Regions from separate parts of the Gasterosteus aculeatus genome. Here region 2 is linked to region 1. Evidence: chromatin contacts called from public Hi-C data. All regions are on one chromosome and are shown on one strand. Each heading gives the region's core, a stretch centred on a gene start, on an enhancer-like site or on the middle of the called end of the contact. The rest is flanking DNA. Distances are from core to core; before and after follow the strand shown. Region 1 holds the start of ep400 (E1A binding protein p400). Region 2 overlaps ncor2 (nuclear receptor corepressor 2).

The links. Hi-C and Micro-C count contacts between places; a contact is called where the count stands out from the background.
Region 2: a Hi-C map of tail fin shows a contact between it and region 1, with 1.8 times the contacts expected there. The contact joins the enhancer-like site here to the promoter of ep400 in region 1. A contact is called at or near these places in 2 of 6 Hi-C or Micro-C datasets (skeletal muscle and tail fin).

What each region holds. Positions count from the first base shown.
Region 1 is chr13:16,064,777-16,067,476 of fGasAcu3.hap1.1, forward strand. ep400 (E1A binding protein p400) reads left to right here and starts at 1,430. Exons shown (of 53, transcript XM_078086950.1): 1 at 1,430-1,644. It overlaps ulk1a (unc-51 like autophagy activating kinase 1a), which reads left to right. Exons shown (of 28, transcript XM_078086929.1): 27 at 1-114; 28 at 201-1,264. The coding sequence ends at 244.
Region 2 is chr13:16,140,962-16,143,804 of fGasAcu3.hap1.1, forward strand. It overlaps ncor2 (nuclear receptor corepressor 2), which reads left to right. Exons shown (of 47, transcript XM_078086960.1): 6 at 175-288. Among protein-coding and RNA genes, the nearest start is that of ncor2, 26 kb to the left of the region's middle. Within about 2 kb of position 1,485, at least 6 of the 9 cell types and tissues checked have open chromatin away from gene starts, as enhancers often do.

The DNA.
Region 1 (2,700 bases), core at 180-2,679:
AGATGTTTCACTATGGCACAGCATCAGTCCAGCGTTACCACAAAGCCCTTTTGCTGATGGAGGGTCTGTCCCGAATCATCACTGAGGAGAAGGACATTGACAGCATAGAGAAATGTATATGGCCGCACTATGACACATAAACCACCAGGTCTTGACTTGATTTTTTTCTAATCTGAATTTTTCAATATATCTGTTCTCAGGTAAGCAGTGTATCGAGCGGCGCCTTTCTGCTCTGCAGTCTTAGCAGTAGCCATGCGCTCTACAACTGCGGCCACACGACAGCTTTTATATTGTCTCATTCATTTGCCCTAAATGAAGATGGATCCTCCTATACTGTCAATACACATACACGTGCACTTTGATCTGTCTTAAGGGAAATGACCACTGGAGCATCTGCTCTTATCCCACCAGCCAGTCTGCGATCTTTAGATAATTGCACAAAAAGACTGAAAGTCCTGTTTTGGACAAGTTCTAGAGGACAGCTTGTGTCATGATTGTTTTTTGATCAAGTAAATTGTTCAGAGTGTTTGTTCTGTTCTGTTGCAGAAGAAATATGTTAGTGTGTTATTTAGTTTTTTGCACATAGAATTATCATATTAGATAATACTGATGTTAAATGTATTGTACTTGAAACCAATGTTGTTTTTCTGTTTTCTGTATTTGAAGGGTTGGTGTTAAGTGTAACGCAGAAGTTCACTGGCCATCAGGAGTCTGATTATTTTGGATGAGATGACCAAAAAGTGTACCAGTAATATTAAAACTGTGCCTGTTTTTTATTACATTTTGCATCCCACCAGAGTAGTGGATTTAAAGGTAATGAAAGTATGTCTTGACCTCATACAGAACAATTGTCTTCCAGTCATGTGGACTTACATCATAGACTGCAATTACTATATTTTGATATTTTTGTTTAACTGATCCAACAATGTCGGTGGTAATGTACTCAATTATGTATTTTAAGCAACGATAACTGCATACAACGTTGCTTTATCTGCTGTTTCGTTGTGTGTTTTAGTTATTATCCCCAGCTGCTTGGATTAATAAAAAAATAATGTTAATTTTTTTATTAATTTGTGTATAATTTTGTGACAGACTAGATTATAAAACTACTTCTTCAATATTTTCTGAAAAGGTTGATGTTGAAATGAGTTTGTTAGGATTTATCAAATGGTCTTTTTTTACTTGTTTTTATGAGTGCCAGTCAACTTTGCAAAAAATGAATTGTTACGCACAGTGTGAAAAAAATAAATATTTATTGTTGAAACTTTGGATTATTTTCAAGTCTTCTTTACTTTGCATTTATGCTTAGATACCATGTATTAGCTTTTTTTTACGTTCTCCAAATTTCTATTCTCCAAAATATTTTTTCAATAATAATCACCTTGTAAGGGAGAAACCTCAATACCCCCCCAAAAAACGGATTTTCCTTCAATGTGTCCACTTCCTCGAGACAGATCTACATCCGGGTTAAACAAAAGGTTCCTGCCGTCGCCATGTTGGTGAATGAAATTAGCTCCAAAACATTGAATAGCCGCTAGCAATATTGATATTTCATTTTCTTGCGGAATAACATTTGTTACAGCATGTGACTTATAGTAAATATGATTTAGGATTTATGAAACCTCTGCCAAAGTCCAATCTCCTGTAAGTAACACCGTTTCACTGATAAAATGTATTTATTCATTAAAAGCTGGCCTGCTAGCAATAACAAGCTAACATCGTTAGCATTGGCTAGCACGCCTCCCGTAGCAAGAGTCATTGTAATTAATGAAATGGCACAGACAGTCTTATTGCAGATGTTACAGTTTAGTATTTGTAATGCAATTTGAGTGTATTCATTACTCGGACCCGAGTCTATACCTAATCCTATGTATAATTGCGGGGTTCTATGTCTTATTGTAATGCTACTATTAGCTAACGTTATGCCCCGAAACAAAATTGTTAGAGGGAGCGAACGTTAACGGCGTAATACATAATGCAAATTGTTATTAGTTACGTTACCCATCAACGACTGCTATGTGTAGCAGTTTTGTTGTAAATATAACGTTATTGCGGTGTATGGTGATTCACGTTAAACTATACCAATCCCAAGATGCCTGTAACGTTCATTTAGCTAACGTTAACGTTCCTACAATATGCCAACAGTAACAAACCGTCAACAAAATCTGTAAATATCACGTTATGTTTCTATGCAGGTTGTCTTTGGCTGATTATACACAACGGTAAACGAGGTCTACCCCATCACTTTCAATACAAGACGATTTATATCTGGAAATATAACGTTCGATACGTTGTCTGGCACACACGTAAAAGGTCATATGAGATATCCACACCAAAGTGTAAAGACGATACCAGCTACGTTATGGGTGAAATATGTCATTCAAAAATAACATGAACTGTTTGCTAGGTGAATTGTGAAGATAACAGCCCTTCTCTACTTAAGTAAAGCATTGCATAGCTGTACCCAATAATCACATTTTAATTTATGAAGATGTGGCACCTGTCAAGTGTGTAACCGTCAAGTGCCCTGACCCCCCCAGCTGCCCTCAATTTCTACTGTATATGTATTTAAATGCACGTGGGCCGCTATGTTTGGGTGTGTATTCAGGTTCACCAGTTTAATACTTGCTGTGGACCTTTTATATCCTGAATGAGTTAACTGTATGTTAAACAATTTGAGAAATAGTAAAAACAAAAATG
Region 2 (2,843 bases), core at 235-2,734, 76 kb after region 1:
GTCCGCTAGTCTGGTTCCTGTTGGAGTTCCAGGGAAAGGACCAGTGATCTAACGCAACACTCTTTAACCTCACAACACCAGCCGGTGTGCCACAGGTCTTCCTGGAAGATCGGGGGCCCCCCTTTTTTGGATTGGCCAAGCGCTAACTTTTATCTTTCTGTTTCTGTGTTACAGCAACAGCTGGAGGAGGAGGCGGCTAAACCACACGAGCCAGAGCGGCCTATCTCACCGCCACCCAGCGAGGCCAAGCACCGCAGCCTGGTGCAGATCATCTACGATGAGAACAGGGTCAGTAGGATACACACGCTCAACCTGTGGCCCGCAGCCCAAATCCTTTTCACTTTATTACATATCAAGATGGATTATCACAAGCGGCTGTCAGTGACCGAGCGCTAGTAGCTAAAAACACCAGGGCTCCTAACAGATTGATGACGGTCTGCAGAGAACTTATTTTCTCTTTCTTGGATAGCTGCCATTTTCATTTTACCTTTTTAAAAAAAAAGAAGGAAATATCATCCTCGAAGACCCTCGTCAACAAAAGCACAGATTGCCACGGAGTATTTATCTTCCGATGTGAGCCTCCCACGCTTCATTTTCACATGAATTATTGCCTAACAGAATGAGCTACTAAAGGGCATCGCAGCAGGCTTGGTGAATCACACACAGACACACACGCACAGCCTACAAGATGACACGGACGCACACTGTCCTTTATCAGATACGCATGTACAGCAGTGTCATCGTTATGTAAATGGAAGAGCAACAGAGTAGCTGTAAGGTCAATGACCGCTGTTTAGTTAGTCCTAGTCACAACAATCATTATGTGCTCTGTGCTGATGTTTACGTTCCGTGAAGGAGGATATCTGTGCTTTCAGTCCCCCTAGTGGCCAAAAGTAGAAGCCACTAACCTTTAGGCTTAAATGTTTTATTCAAAGTGCAATGCAAAGCAGTGAGCTCCTTTCACACTCGATGACACTCGAGCTTCAATTTCTTCGAACAAGCCCCGTACGGGAAACTACAAGGGATGTTGGAACTTCACTGTTGGAAGGGAAAGAGGAATGTTTCGATTGCAAATCCTTTTCAAACCATGGCAAAGCAGCGCTTTGTGTGCCAAGAAATTTAGCCGGAGAAGCTATTTTAAAACCAATTTGTTGGAAAGCACATTGTTTAAGAGCAATTGAGCAAGAGGCTGAATGCCTAACAGCTGCACAGATGTCCCCAGATAAGAAACCAACTCCCCGAGAAGACCTTTTCAAAGAGAAAAGTACACCCGAGGGAGTGTCCTTCATGACTCTGACCCTTACTGTCAACACTACCAGCCAAACCACAAACACTAGTAACAGCAGGAGATGCAGATTGCTCAAGACTCTCTGAAATTCACCCGGGTTTACTCCACAATGCCGCTTGACCTTCGTAACGCTTTCAACTTCCCTCTGACTGGCAGGATGTACTCTGGCCAGCTGCCTAACCCCACCTCTCGCTCTTTATTTCTCTCTTCCTCTACCAAACCAACCTGTTCTTCTTTTTCCTGGCTCCACTCGCCTTCCCCGGTGCTGCTTGTGCTGCGTAGAATTTACTCACATAGTCATATTCATTATTTTAGTCACCAGAATATTAATAATAAATAATTTGATCCACATATACTTCATTGCATTCTTCTTTTTAAGTGGCACATCATACATATATATGCGTGTCAAATGGGGATGGTTATTGTTAGGATTTCAATACTACAATGCTCTTATCAGTCTTATTCCTTCCTTTTGATTATTTTGTTGGACTTGAAGTGCTTTTTCTTTTCTTTTTTTTGTCCCTGGTCTTCGCTCCTGCATTCCTTTGATGTGAGTCACAAAAGTTTGGCAACGCTGTGATTGTAGTAACATAAGCCCTTGTGGTGTAACAGACCACGGTTAATCCATGCGGATCGACCCTCGCGGTTCAGCACACGTGAACCGCGGATTAATCACACAGTTTACCGTAACCGCCAGTGTGTGAAATGGAATTTTGCTGACCTCGTTATCCGCCAATTTAAAGTTAAATAAGAGATTGACATGTATGCTCTTCTTCTTGCTGATCTCTGATCATTTGACCTGATCTGTGTCTGCCAATATGGATCATCAATGATCTACAATCGGCATCAGCTCAATTGGAGAAAAAAAACATCTTGGACTGCAGGCAGCACGTTGAATTTGCTTAAGCTTTATGGCTCTTAATGCAACTGGCTGCATGTGTACAGTTTCAAGACCACCAGCTCTTTAACTAATAACTCAGTTTCAGAGAAAATGTATACTCGGTAATCTCCTCCATTCCCCTCTTTTTCATGCCGAACGTGTCATTTCCAGTATTTAATGTGAAGCCTTATCAAAAGAATTCTGATGTATCTTGTTTCCCTATTTGTTTAAGAAGTTGCGTCAAGGAAAAGATAAATCCTACTCCCCGAGGATGACTGCCTGGTTCTAATAATTGCTGTTCATTAACGGCTTCTGTAGTAAGCAGGCTCTCTGAGGCAATACTCTGCCGCCTGTTACACCTACTCACTGGTGAGGAGTCAACATTAATGAGCAAATAAATGCAGCGAGAGTCAAGGAAGAATACTAGTACATTTGTCTTCATTTGAATAATATGTAGTAACAGCACCCTGGATCAGTGCCTCCTTTTATGCCTCATGCTCTAGAGGAAATGCACTTTAAAATATCGGATCCATGTCCTCTGGTTTCACTCACAGGTGACCCAGTTGGAAGCCAGTGTCGAGTAAAGTTAAGCTCTTCGCCTGAGCTCCTCCGCAGAAGTCGGTTCGCGTGAGTCTCGTATAAACTTTAGAGTTAGATCCAAAGCACCTCCTGTGC